Regions from separate parts of the Arachis hypogaea genome. Here region 1 is linked to region 2. A link is a contact called in public Hi-C data. All regions are on one chromosome and are shown on one strand. Each heading gives the region's core, a stretch centred on a gene start, on an enhancer-like site or on the middle of the called end of the contact. The rest is flanking DNA. Distances are from core to core; before and after follow the strand shown.

The links. A called contact is a pair of places that touch in the nucleus more often than the background predicts.
Region 1: a Hi-C map of leaf shows a contact between it and region 2, with 2.2 times the contacts expected there. The contact joins the promoter of LOC112696746 here to the enhancer-like site in region 2. A contact is called at or near these places in 3 of 8 Hi-C or Micro-C datasets (all in leaf).

Annotation. Positions count from the first base shown.
Region 1 is chr6:78,677,629-78,684,429 of arahy.Tifrunner.gnm2.J5K5, reverse strand. It overlaps LOC112696746, which reads left to right and starts at 1,572. Exons shown (of 1, transcript XM_025749593.3): 1 at 1,572-2,621. The coding sequence starts at 1,783. The coding sequence ends at 2,382.
Region 2 is chr6:78,333,408-78,339,684 of arahy.Tifrunner.gnm2.J5K5, reverse strand. No RefSeq gene overlaps it. Among protein-coding and RNA genes, the nearest start is that of LOC140173687, 62 kb to the right of the region's middle. Within about 2 kb of position 4,599, at least 3 of the 3 cell types and tissues checked have open chromatin away from gene starts, as enhancers often do.

The sequences.
Region 1 (6,801 bases), core at 323-2,822, 350 kb before region 2:
TAAATTGGTTAGTATTAATTATTTGTTGGTTTTTATTGTTTCTAGTTGGACAGGATAAACAATGGCAACAACATGTCGCAAAAATCGTTCAAGTTCATGGCATAGACCGAACCCGTGGTCTACGATTTTAGGTAGTCTGTATAATTATGATGAGTCTCTAATTCTTAGCTGTTTAATATTTTAATCTTAGACGAAATTGGGAAATTCGTGTCAGATGCCATTCGATGCTCTTGTAAGTATGTGATCATTATACTATACCATATAGTTCAGAATCCTAATTCCTACACGGTGAACGAAAATCGAGTGGCTAATAAGTTCAATACACAATTGACTATTCATTTTTCAATCTTACAATGCTAGTAATATCAAATTAAAATAATACACACCTTACCTTGGAATCATTAAACCAAGAAGCGCATTAATTTAAGGGATTCATATAAAACTCGGCGTTATAAAAATTTAATTCGTATATTCTTGCTTGCCTGCTGTCATGTCATGTCAGCTTCTCCCAAATCTCATACACAATATAATGTTTAAGTACGCATTTTCTCTTTAATTAATTGATCCCAATCTTTCAAATAACGACCTAACTGGCTAACTTAAATATCCATGGCGTTGGCAATACCCTTATCAAATGGCTCTGATTCTCAATCCACATGTGATCCTGTGGCCGATTTCCAGATGCCTCCATCAGCATTTCTTTATTCACGAAAATAGAAAACCTGCGGTTCAGATCACTTCAGATCACCATCAATATATTCAATAAAGTTCAAGCAAGTAACTTAAAAAAAGAACAGGGGTAGCTAGAGACAAATTTAATATATCATATTTAAAGATATAAAATAATTATTTACACATTCAACAAATACTTAAGAGAATGTGACATAAATACTAAAAATTAAGCACACATTAATTATATATTTATACATATTATTTCATATATTTTTAATAAAACAATTAATTATTAGAATCATTAAATATTATACTATAGAATAATAATCAAATTTATTATAGTAAAACAATAAAAAATTTTAACAATAGTATAATAAAATATTTTTATAAATACTAATATATATATATCCTTTTATAATAATTAATTAATGGCCCATTTTTTTGAATTTAAACAACATAATTGATATTTATACTTGAATAATTAAATATGTCTGAAAATAATATATGAAACTTATGTTTTAACCAAACTAAATAAAACATAATCTTAATACGTGTTTTGAAAAAATAAACACTACTAGTTTCCATATTCAATATATTATTATAAGCAACTCCAATAGTAAAGTTAGAAATACAAAATCTAAAATTATTTTATTTAATTTAATATAGATATAATTATATTAAATATTACTGAAATTATTTAAAAAATAATTTAAAATACAAAATAGTGTAAGAATAACTAAAAATATAAAATAAAATAATTTTATGCTTCTTTTGAGTCATTTTCTTTTTATTTTTTTAACATTGTTATCCGACTCTATCCGTTGTTCCAAATAGATGCTTATAGAATAGTTACAAGCTTAGAAACATGATGTACACCGATGTGGGCCTCAAATGGTCACATGCAAAATTAATTAAGATCCTTCGTCATTAGAGCTTAGTAATGGTACTTTACTCCTTTCTCATCCCCATAAATACAAAGCCTCTTTCCAAAGCAACCAAACCATCAAGAAAACACATACACCCTTTGACTCTCCTTCTCCTTCTTTGTTCCTCTGTTTCTGTGTTGTTCTTTCTATTCTTTTCATCAGTCACAGAAGAAAACACAGAGCAATGTCCACCTCCGCCAGAAAAAAGCTTCACCTGAACACAGTTTCAGTGAAACTAGGGTGTGGCAGCAGTTGCAGAAGGCCAAAACTCTCTCGAATATTCCACCCTAAACCAAAACCCAAGAACCCCACTCTCCAAAAACACAAACTTTTCAACCTCTCTTCTTGGAATCATAACGAGAACGACACCGCCACAAGCACCACCACCCCAACCAACACCACCTTCTCCCCTTGCTACATTGATTCCTCTCACTTCTCCGACTCATCAGAGAGCAACAACAACAACAACGGAAAGGAGGCTCGGAGAGTGGGAGGTCTCGGAAGAGCCGGCGGAGAAGGCGTGGCGGTGGAGAAAGACTCCGATGACCCTTACTTGGATTTCCGGCACTCCATGCTTCAGATGATTCTTGAGAACGAGATATACTCGAAGGAAGACCTGAGGGAGCTTCTCAACTGTTTTCTTCAGCTGAATTCACCGTATCACCATGGTGTTATAGTTAGAGCTTTCACTGAGATCTGGAATGGGGTCTTCTCTGTAAGGTCAAGTTCTTCAGCCAGGTTTCACTTCAACCGTAATAATAATAAGCCATTCCACCTTGTATAGAGAATCAGAATCTTTTAATTAGTAGCTAGATAGTAGTTATTACTCATTAGTGATCAAGTTTACTAGGGAAGTGTTATTTTCATAGAAGAAATGTTTGATGTTTGTGAATTGTAATGGGAGAGATCAGAATGAAGAACTAAATAGCTCTTCTGACGAGTGATGAGGACTCTGTAAAATTTGTTTCTTTTGTGAAAATAGAATTTCCTGAGTTGGTAAACATTGTCCACTCTTTCTATTAACCTCACTTTGTTTAATTGTCTAGCAATATGTGATCAAATTCTTACCGCAAGTGAAAATGATGACCGTGTTAATGTACAATTGGTCTTCATAATTCTTGAAGTGGGATTAATTAATTCTTCCTCATCTTTGTTGTTAGAAACATTATTACTATGCATAAAAAAATTAAAAAAACCGTAAAATACATATTAAAATATAAAATATATATTAAAATAATTAAATAACATATATATTTATTCATCATACATAATAATAACTGATTTAATAACTATTTTTTTTGTTTAAATAAAAATAATTTTTTATTAAACTAAAGGAAAAATGATATATACATTATATTTTTTGTTCTATACTTTATATATTCATCTTTTATGTTTTTATATTAAAATAATTAATAAAAATATAAAAAATAATAATTTATTTTTTATATTATAAAAAGATTTAGCTAATATGTGTTCAAAGGGCACATGATAAATTTACTATTAATAAAAAATTTTAAATATTTATATTTAATGAATGTAAAATAAATACATAAAAAATTTAAATTTTTTATATTTTTAAATTTTTTTTTAATTAATAAACTCAATAGATGTATTTAGAATACAAAATAGATAAATCCTTATAGAAATATATATTTAGTAGTACATAAAAAATTATAAACATAATTTGTCTATTTAGATATTTTAATTTATAAGAGAAATGATAATAATTATAACGCTTTTATTTATACATCTTTAATTTCAATGTATATTTTCTGTTTTAGTATAAAAAATGTCTTTATAAAGAATGAGTACATAAAAAATAGTATATGCAACATTTCTCTAATTTACAAATGAATCATAAAAAATAAAAAATATATAGTAGTTTCCTTGACCCTGATACGAAATAGAATGATTAATGCACTTTGTCATGGAGTGTATGGTATGTGGCTTTATCAAGTATTGGAAGGACTCTATCCAACGGGTATGCATGGTCCCCAAGTATACGTTTGGCATGTGGGATTTGGTCAACAATAGTTACCAAGTTTTGAGTGGCATGGTGATGGACTCATGGTGGGAATTGCGAACGAAATACGCATTGGGATTTGGATTCTAATTATAGGTTCTTTTTTATTTTCGAGATAATATTTAATTTAATGTTTTGTATCCGAATTTTAATTTAATTTTTAAAATTTTAATTATTTTTTTTATGTTAACGTAAATAGTTAAATATCACGTTAGACTTGTAAAATAATGTCAATTTTTATTTAGTCCTCAAATAATCTAAAAAAATTATTGTAAGTGATATTTATTAAAAATTTTTTTTCTTAAAATAAATGATCTGACATCGTTTTTTAGTTATTTGAGCACAAAAATTAAAATGACGTCGTTTTACAAGTTATAGCATGATATTTGGTTGTCTATATTAATGTTTTAATAATTTTTTTATCGAAAATTATTTCAAAGACTAATGTAAGTCATGTTTATAAAGTTTGGAAATTAAAAATAAATAATTAAAATTTTAAAGATTAAATTAAGATTTACATATAATTTTAAAAATCAAATTAAGTATTAATTCTATTTTTTTTGTATAAAAATAAAAATAATGATATAATCTAATACTGTGATTTTAATATTTTTTAAAATGTAAAAGATAAACAAATTAAAAAATTCTATTTCTGTATCTTAATTTTTTTATTTTTTAATAAAAATTTTTTGTTCTAATTTTTATATTTCTCACTAATGAAATAGTCTAATTTTTATCTTTTCAATTAAATAATTCTACATTTAAAAATTATACCGTACCGCTCTACATTTCAAAAATACACTGTTACTACTCCAGTATAAAAAATAAAGTGCTATAATTATAAGTATGGTCTCTTCTTCCACGACGGACAGTTGGTTTAATTATTGACTTAATTTCACTGAGACGATATGAGTAGAAATTTTGGGGACCGACTTCAGTGCATTTTCCAATGTTGTTATTAAAGTTCGCTACTCTCTGCTCTGTTTTTAATTTCTAGTATATTTGCTCGTTGCAATGGGGAAGCTTATTACCTTCTCAACTTTTAAAAAGTGGTACATATTGGAAGGATTTAGCAATAAAGTGAAGGTGATTACATATTAGTTAAATAAGAAAGTTAAATTAAAAATAATTTTATTTCAAATCTTTTTACATTTGTATCCCAAAAAAAAAAAATTAAAAATAAAAATCAAAAATCAAAAATCAAAAATAAAAAATATAAAAGTCTAAATTAATAGCATATCAAAGTGAGTTAAACCCTATTTAAGTTTTTGATATTGACGAGTCATTGAGTTGCATTGATTTGATCCTAAACTTTCTAATTGTCACAATTTAATTCTCCATATTAAAAAAAGTGTCTCAATGTAGTCCTTCGTGTATCTTCGGTCGCCGAAATTTAACATCGTTAGTGGCGTAGTTCAAACCTTGTCACGCTAGACATATTAAAACGATGTGGTATGCGTTTTGGTGCTAAAGAAGACACTAAATGACGTCGTTTAAGGATTTGAACAATACTAAAACGTTATACCCCCTCCCTTTTAATATTGCTCAAACCCTGAAATGACATTATTTAGTGCACTTTTAGCGTCAAAACATGTAAAACGTCGTTTTAATATGTTCAACATGGTAATACTTGAGTTATCTCACTAACGACGTTGAGGATGGACTATATTGGTGCACTTTTTTAAATTTGGAGAACCAAATTGTAACAATTAAAAAGTCAGGAATCAAATCAGTGCAACTCGCCAATCTCAAAAATTAAAATGGACTTAACTCTATCAAAATTTGAGATAAGATCCTTGGCAGTATAAAAATGTTAAATAAGAAAGACTTCGCTCAACTTATTCACAATTTGTTATTGAAAATACTTGTTAAAATATATGTTAACGCTAAAATTTTTTGTTAATAAAAAATATCTTTTTTATAAATATTACAAATAAATTAGTGCAAGGAAAAAATTTTGAAAAAAAAATTGATAAAAAAACTTTAAAAAATGAAAAATTAAAAAAAAAAGTAAAATATAAAAGATCTAGAGAGATCATCATTATAAGTAGAAATTTTAGAAAACAAAAATATCTCAAAATTCAACAAATAGAGATAAAAAAGATTCTTTGAAGGTTGTTGAAGCTATTCTAAAGAACTAATGAAGCTAACATTCTTAGTATACAATCTTTTCACTACATCCTTTTATTTTAATTTTTTTTTCAAATCTAATATATAAATCTCATCATTTCTTTTAAATTTAGTACAACCCATTAAAGTTAAAAAATGTATTTTGTGTGTGCGCAAGCTTTACGAAAGAAAAGCAAGGGTATTCTTATTATTATTTATTGTCTAATTTTTTTATTTTCTTCTCAATATCATCATGTCTTTTCTTTATCCGATCTTTTGTCTTCTCATGTTTCTTTTCCTTGTTGAAAGACTGTTCATTTTTTTGTTTTCATGATTTTTTATTTAATTCTTTTCTCATTTTAATGTCATCAATTATTCAGTTTTTTTTTTGTCTTCTCATATTTTTTTCCCGCTTTTTAAAAAGAATGGTGTACTAACTACCACTAGGTTGTTAAACTTTCTGTGACCTTTAGGGGTGCACAGACCCGGCCCGGCCCGAAGGTCCGGCCCGCCCCGAACACTTTAGGGACTAATTTGGTGTGATTTCATCGGGTTTAGGGTCGGGTACGGGTCTCAAAAATAGACCCGGTCATTATTTTGGGTCGGATCCGGGCCATATCTCGGGTCACCCGAAGTCGGTCCGGTGGCCCGGTCATCATACACAATTAATATTTTGTGTTATTAGTGATAGATTATGACTATTCTTATGTGGAATTTAAGTATTGTAAACCTTAATGTTTTGTATTATTAGTCATTATAAGACTATAAATTAATGTTTTATATTTAGAATGCATAAGACTTTAGACTAATACATAAGATTGTGTTATTTGTATTGATTTAAATATTTGGTATTATTAGACAATATTAGTATTGATTGTGGTTATGCTTTAGTATTGATTGTGGTTATGCTTTAATTTTGAAGAAGGGTTGGTTCTTGTTATATTTTTCTAAGTGAATTTTACCATGTTAACTAATGGTTGGAGTCTTGAAAATTTAAATTTTTTTACATGCTAGCTTACAAGAAGGTATCAACGTAATGTAATGTTAACGGCCCGGTTTTCACCCGGTTTT
Region 2 (6,277 bases), core at 3,350-5,849:
TGGGATTGCCTAATTGTATATATTATACTAACTGTTATATTTGCTATTTGCACTACTTGTTTCCTACCTGTGCTTGCAATTATCGATTTGTCTATCTTTGCAAACTCTTTGGAGATGGAGGAACAAAGGAAAGGTGGAAAGGTTTAGAGTTGAGATTAAGTTTAAGCTAGGTTTAGAACTTCCTAGATGACCACCCTTTCTATGGTTTCTGTTTTAGTCCTTTAAGCTTGATATCTGAGAGTCGGCGTTCTAGGATTGCCTCTAGCATTCCCAGAATCTTATGTATTATGTGCGTGGCACCTTTACCATGCTGAGAACCTCTGCTCCTCACTCCATACTATGTTGTTATTTTTCAGATGCAGGTCGAGAGGCTCCTCGGTAGGCATCTGGACTTCTTAAGTGGAGTGGTTTCTGGGTTTTATTTTGAAGTATAGTTATGTATATATGTACTTAACTTTCTCTCCGACTAACTTGTTTATTTTGCTCCTCTTTGAGGTTGATGGAGTGCTAGAATTTTGGTTATGTATTTTGGGTTTTGGGATATGTATATATATATATATATATATATATATATATATATATATATATATATATGTAAATATTCTCCAGCTAGCCTTGGCTTCGTAGGCTGAGTTAGGAACTTGTTATTTTGTACTTTTGGTCCTGTACTCCTACTTTCTGTTATTTATACTTATGAACCTTAGTTTTCTTCGCACGCAAGCAATCTCATTTTTTTTGAGTGTTGCGCTTTTTATTTTGCGATTTTGTTTTATCCGTTTTTCCAGACTCCTCGTATACTGTATTCTTTCCAATATTATTATATATATTTTATTTTAGAGATTATAATACCATACCACCTCTATTTTACGGCTTAAGCGTAAAACTCTGTGTGGTAGGGTGTTACAATTTGCTGTGAAAATATTTTTGCATGAATTAAATAAGAAACATAAACATTGTTCTTCCAAGAATCAAACATCTCCGAGGCCTTCAACATTCTCATCTATTGATTTTCTCTCAACTTCAAGCATTCTCCTTATTTTCTTCTTCTATTTCTATTTCTCTTCAAAATCCACAATCCAAAATCTAAGGTTTAATCGAGCTAATTAGATATTTAATTAGATGCTATTTACCTCAATTTGTAATTTCTCATAAGAACGATATCCACTCACTATGGTATTACTTAAATGATCCGGTACACTTGCTAGTATTCGTAAGATTTAATTTTCACTCATCAATAACAGAGATAACCAAATACTTTAAGGTTATCAAAATTGGGTGGTTTATTATACAGAATTTCAAAAGGTGTTTTTAAATTAAGGTCCGAAGAAGGAACTCGATTTATCAGATAAGTTGCATGGTGAATAGCAAATGACCAAAAATAAAGATGTAAATTAGATTGGAATATGAGGACATGGACAACATTTAAAATATGTTGGTATTTTTTTCTGTACGACTATTTTGTTGAAAATTTCATCACAACTTTTTTTATGAATGATATCTTTGGAAGAGAAAAAATGTGATATAAGAAATCCAGGTCCATTGTCAGAACGAAAGACCTTAACTTTGGAACTAAATTAATTTTTTACTAGTATGACAAAATTTTGGACATGTTGAGTCACCTCACTCGTTGATTTTAATAATATGACCCAAGTAAAACGACTATGATCATCAACAATCATAAAAAAATATTTATGATTATGGATGAAATATTAACGAAATGGTTCCCCAAATATCCAAATATAATAGGTCAAAAATGCTATTTACTTTATTGAAACTTTGAGAAAAAAAATTTCTTTTGCTTTAATAAGTGATATACATCACAAGTTTCATCATAGTGTGAGAGAATAAAAGAAAAATGCTTATGTAAGATACTAAGTCTATGTCCGGATGGCTGACCTAAACGAAAGTGCCATAAACTTGCTTATATAATAGGTGTAAAATGAATGGAGTTTATGGGATGAAATGGTAACGAGTTATTTTGATGAATTACTTGATCAAGTATATATAGTCTGTCTCTTTCTTTATTAAAATTTTTATCATTTTCAAAACCATTTTATGCTCAAAATGAAGATCAAATACTCAACACTTTTGTTATCCTTTGTACTATGTCAAAACTCACTATACCACCAGTAACTAAGAATAATTTCAGTGGTAGCAAGGAGGAGTAAGAGGGAGGGGAGTTGGAGTTTTCTTTTCCTTGGATTGGAGAGTTGAAGTTTGTTTTCGTTCTATTTACTTATTTTTGAGTAAAGTAATAATCTAGCTTTTTTCCGCTTTTTTTTTTTTCTCTGAATAAAAACGAGACTTCTAGTTTAAAAACATTCACGTTAAATTTTGTTCTTAATTTCTGTAATACAATGCAATCTTTCTATCACTATCACCATCATTTATTAATGGAAGCAGTCGCTGATGTGTTATGTTAACATGTTGAAATGGATATTAAATACCAACATAAAATAAACATTATTGACTTATTTTTTCAAAATCCAAATTAGTCAAAAGACGTATTTATCTATATTTATTCAAAGAAAACAACACCGTTTTAATGTTAAATTGTTTAGAAACCTAATTATCAAAAATTTACTTGTCTTAAAAAATTTTGATGCAATATTTTTTTTAATATTTAATATTAATATAATTTTTCAATAATTCTTAAATATATGGTATAATAAATATATTTTAATTAATATATTATTTAAATTTAAAAATATTATTTATTGTGACATTAATTATAATTTTTAAATATATAAATAATAAAAATTAAAATATAATTAATAAATTATTAATATAATTTTTAATAAGTAATAATTCTGTGATATATTATTAGTATTATGATATAAATAATTTATATAATAAATTAAAAACTATTAAACATTATTTCACATATATGGCATATATAATAATAATCATAATATTTTTATTAGGCTTTGATCTGTACAAAATTTTTTGAATAATGACTACTACTTTGTCATCACTTGAAACTAAATTAATTACATTTAATATTTTTACATTGAAATTTGCATTGAAATACACTAATAAATGGCTACTAGTACTTAATAAAATAAAGTATGCATCAACAATATGATTAATCTATTAATATTATATATTGTAACAAGATTAGAGATCGATAAAAATATAATAATATAAAGAATAATATAGATTCACTACAATTTTTAGTACATTATTAAAATTTAATTAATTGCTTGTATAATATAACTAATAATTAAGGAACGACGGCTTATAATAAATTTCAAGAGTTGTTTATATATAACCATATATAATTATTTAGATTAAAATATATATAAATTTATATACATAAAGTAGTAAAATCATAGCATTTTTAAAAATTGACTACCTTTTTTAAGACGTGATTGTCAGCGTTGTTCACTTGATATTATTTCTCATGGTTCGTTATCTTGTAATTTTGACCATTTTTTAAACAGATTTGAGTGTATTTACATAAAAAATAGTACTAAGAAAAAGAAACAAATAAGAAAAGATTACTAAATATTTATCATTAAGAATACACTTGTTTAATGTCTAATAATATATTAATTATTATTATGTAATTATTACAAAGCAGTACAAGAGATTTCAAATTCTATCTAGCTAATTATAATTTTATAACACTAGTAATATATTATAACTTATTGTTTAAATTATACTACTAATTTATGAATTGTATAATAATAAAAATTAATTTTAAAAAAATATGTATCAATTTTGTTAAGATAGATTATTAATAAACAGACTCTTAATCAACTTAATGTTAAAACAATGTCAATTATTTTATTGAATATAAATAAAAAAGTTCTTGATCAATTTAAATTTAAAGATAATAAGTTTTTATTTATTTTATGTTGATATTTAATGTCCAACTCAATATATTAATATGACACGTTAATAATATTTAATAGATAACAATAATTTTGACAGAAAAATTGTATTGTCTTACAAAAATTAAGAACATGAGTCGAAGTGAATATTTATTTTTTGTCAGGAATCATATTGTCATTGAGAGGAAAGAACAAAAGTCGGGTTGATACTTTATTCCTTATTTTTCCCTATATCTTTTTTTTAGTTAATTTTCCCCTATAACTTATTCCTAAATAAAGAAGAGGGACCTAGGCCCAATAGCTACAAATTCAGACAACCAATTTTCTGAAAACAATTGTTTTTGTCCAAATGCTCTTCTTGGGCTCCTTCTTCCATTAATTTCACTGGACATCATAAATGGTGTTCTTTAATCTTTATACTACATTTTAATTTTTGGTATTTATTTAACAAAAATGATAGTGGGTTGAGGCTTATGTACCAATCCTAAATGCATTTGCCAATTGGAGTACGAAGCAGGATGAGATTTTGAAGTACTAAAACAGACCCTTTTTTTTTTAGGATAAAGCATAAATTTCACAATGATAATACAGGAGTTGCATCCGTTCCTATTTTAAGTTAGTTCTATTTTTGTTTTGGGCTTTAGTGCCCCTTTGTTAACAAAAAAAAAACTAAATGCATTTGCCTATTACATAGCCAGACAAAGCTCCATGATATTTTGATAACTGGGTTGTGGTTAAAAGGACTTCATGGGTGGCTGAAGCACGTGATGTAGTGTTAAAGATATTTGCTTCAAATGAAGCCACACCAGGTTCGAATCCTAGTGTTTACTAGGTTAGAGTGTGTGTGAGTGTGATATATATATGACCAAAAAAAAAAAAGGGACTTCTTAGTATGTGGGGGTGTGACTGTTTAGTTTATTATTAATGACCCAATATTTAGAAAACAGAAAATGAAAGGAAAGAAAATGAGTGGAAAAAAATAGAAAAAAAATAGAGTTATTTGTATATTGTTTGGATTAAGAAAAAATGGATAGAAAGAAAATAGAGAGAAAATATTTTTTTTTTGTTTGGACGAAAAGAAAAGTAAAAAAAAAAAGAAAATCATAAAGTATAAAATTACATTAATACCCTTATAACAAAATAAAGTATAAATATTTTTATTTATTTATATTTTATCGCATTTTATAAATATTTAAAATATTATAATTTTATATATTTAATTTAAATTATTTATTTAATACACATATAATATTTAAATATAAATTTTTATTATAATAATATATTAAAACTATTAAAACTAAATTTATATTGATAATTATTAATAATAATATAACTATGGAAAATATTGTAAATATACAAAAATAATTTTTTTTCTTCTATTTTTCTTGCTTGTTATGGATGTAAAAAATTTTTTGGTGATTTTTGGTGGAACCCATAAAAAATTTTTTCTTCCTTTTCATTTTCTTTGCATCCAAACAAAGGAAAATAACATTTTTCATTTATTTTCTTTCCATCCTTTTTCTTTCCTCTTATTTTAGTTTGAAACAAACATAGTGTTAGTTTTAGTAATTAGGTGATAAGGTGGAATTAAGTTATGTTAAAATTTAAAATAAATTAAATTTTAATTTAATAGTAGATACTCTAATAAAAATTTTATAATTGTTTTTATATAAAAATATTTTATTTTGACTATTAAGTGATAGATTTTAAGACTTGATTTTTATATATTATAAAAATGTTACTTTTATTTAAAGTGTGTCAAAATGAATAAGTTACACTTTTTAAATCAAAATGATCATAAAAAGATATTTTTAATATCTTTATTAAAATAATTGCCTTAATTTAATATCCAAAATAATTTACGATTGATCTTAAACCAAGTCTCCAATCAAACTATTAAAACAACAGAAAACTTATTATTAGACGTCAAAACAACTATTAGAGGATGAGTTTGGTTATAACTTGGCACAAAAACATTTGTCATTTTCTCATGATAATATTATTCCATAATAATTTTTTTATGTAAAAAATTTGCTCGATTTTATCGTGTGTTGTTCACTATAAATCCAATATATAATAAATCATGAAAATTTGTTGACGTAACACGTAGTACGAATTCAAGCAAACATGTTTGTTGAGGGCAGTTCATTTCAATACTTAACTTCGTCTAAAAGAGTGTAAATATATAGAGTGAGAATGGGAATGATCAATGCTAATAAAACTATTTTGAGGGAGGAGCGAGGTAGTGTTTAAGAAGCAGGGACAAGGTACGTATGGTGTCCCTTCTCTTCCAAAGTCTCCGTTTTGTGACTTCAAAATTGGAGGGTTTATTAGGAACACGTCTTAACTGCGTCATCAGCCTCCAAATTGGTTTAATTTGTTCACGCATGGGACATGTTTAAAAAAATGACTTGTTCCAATATACCTGTTTAGGATATGGT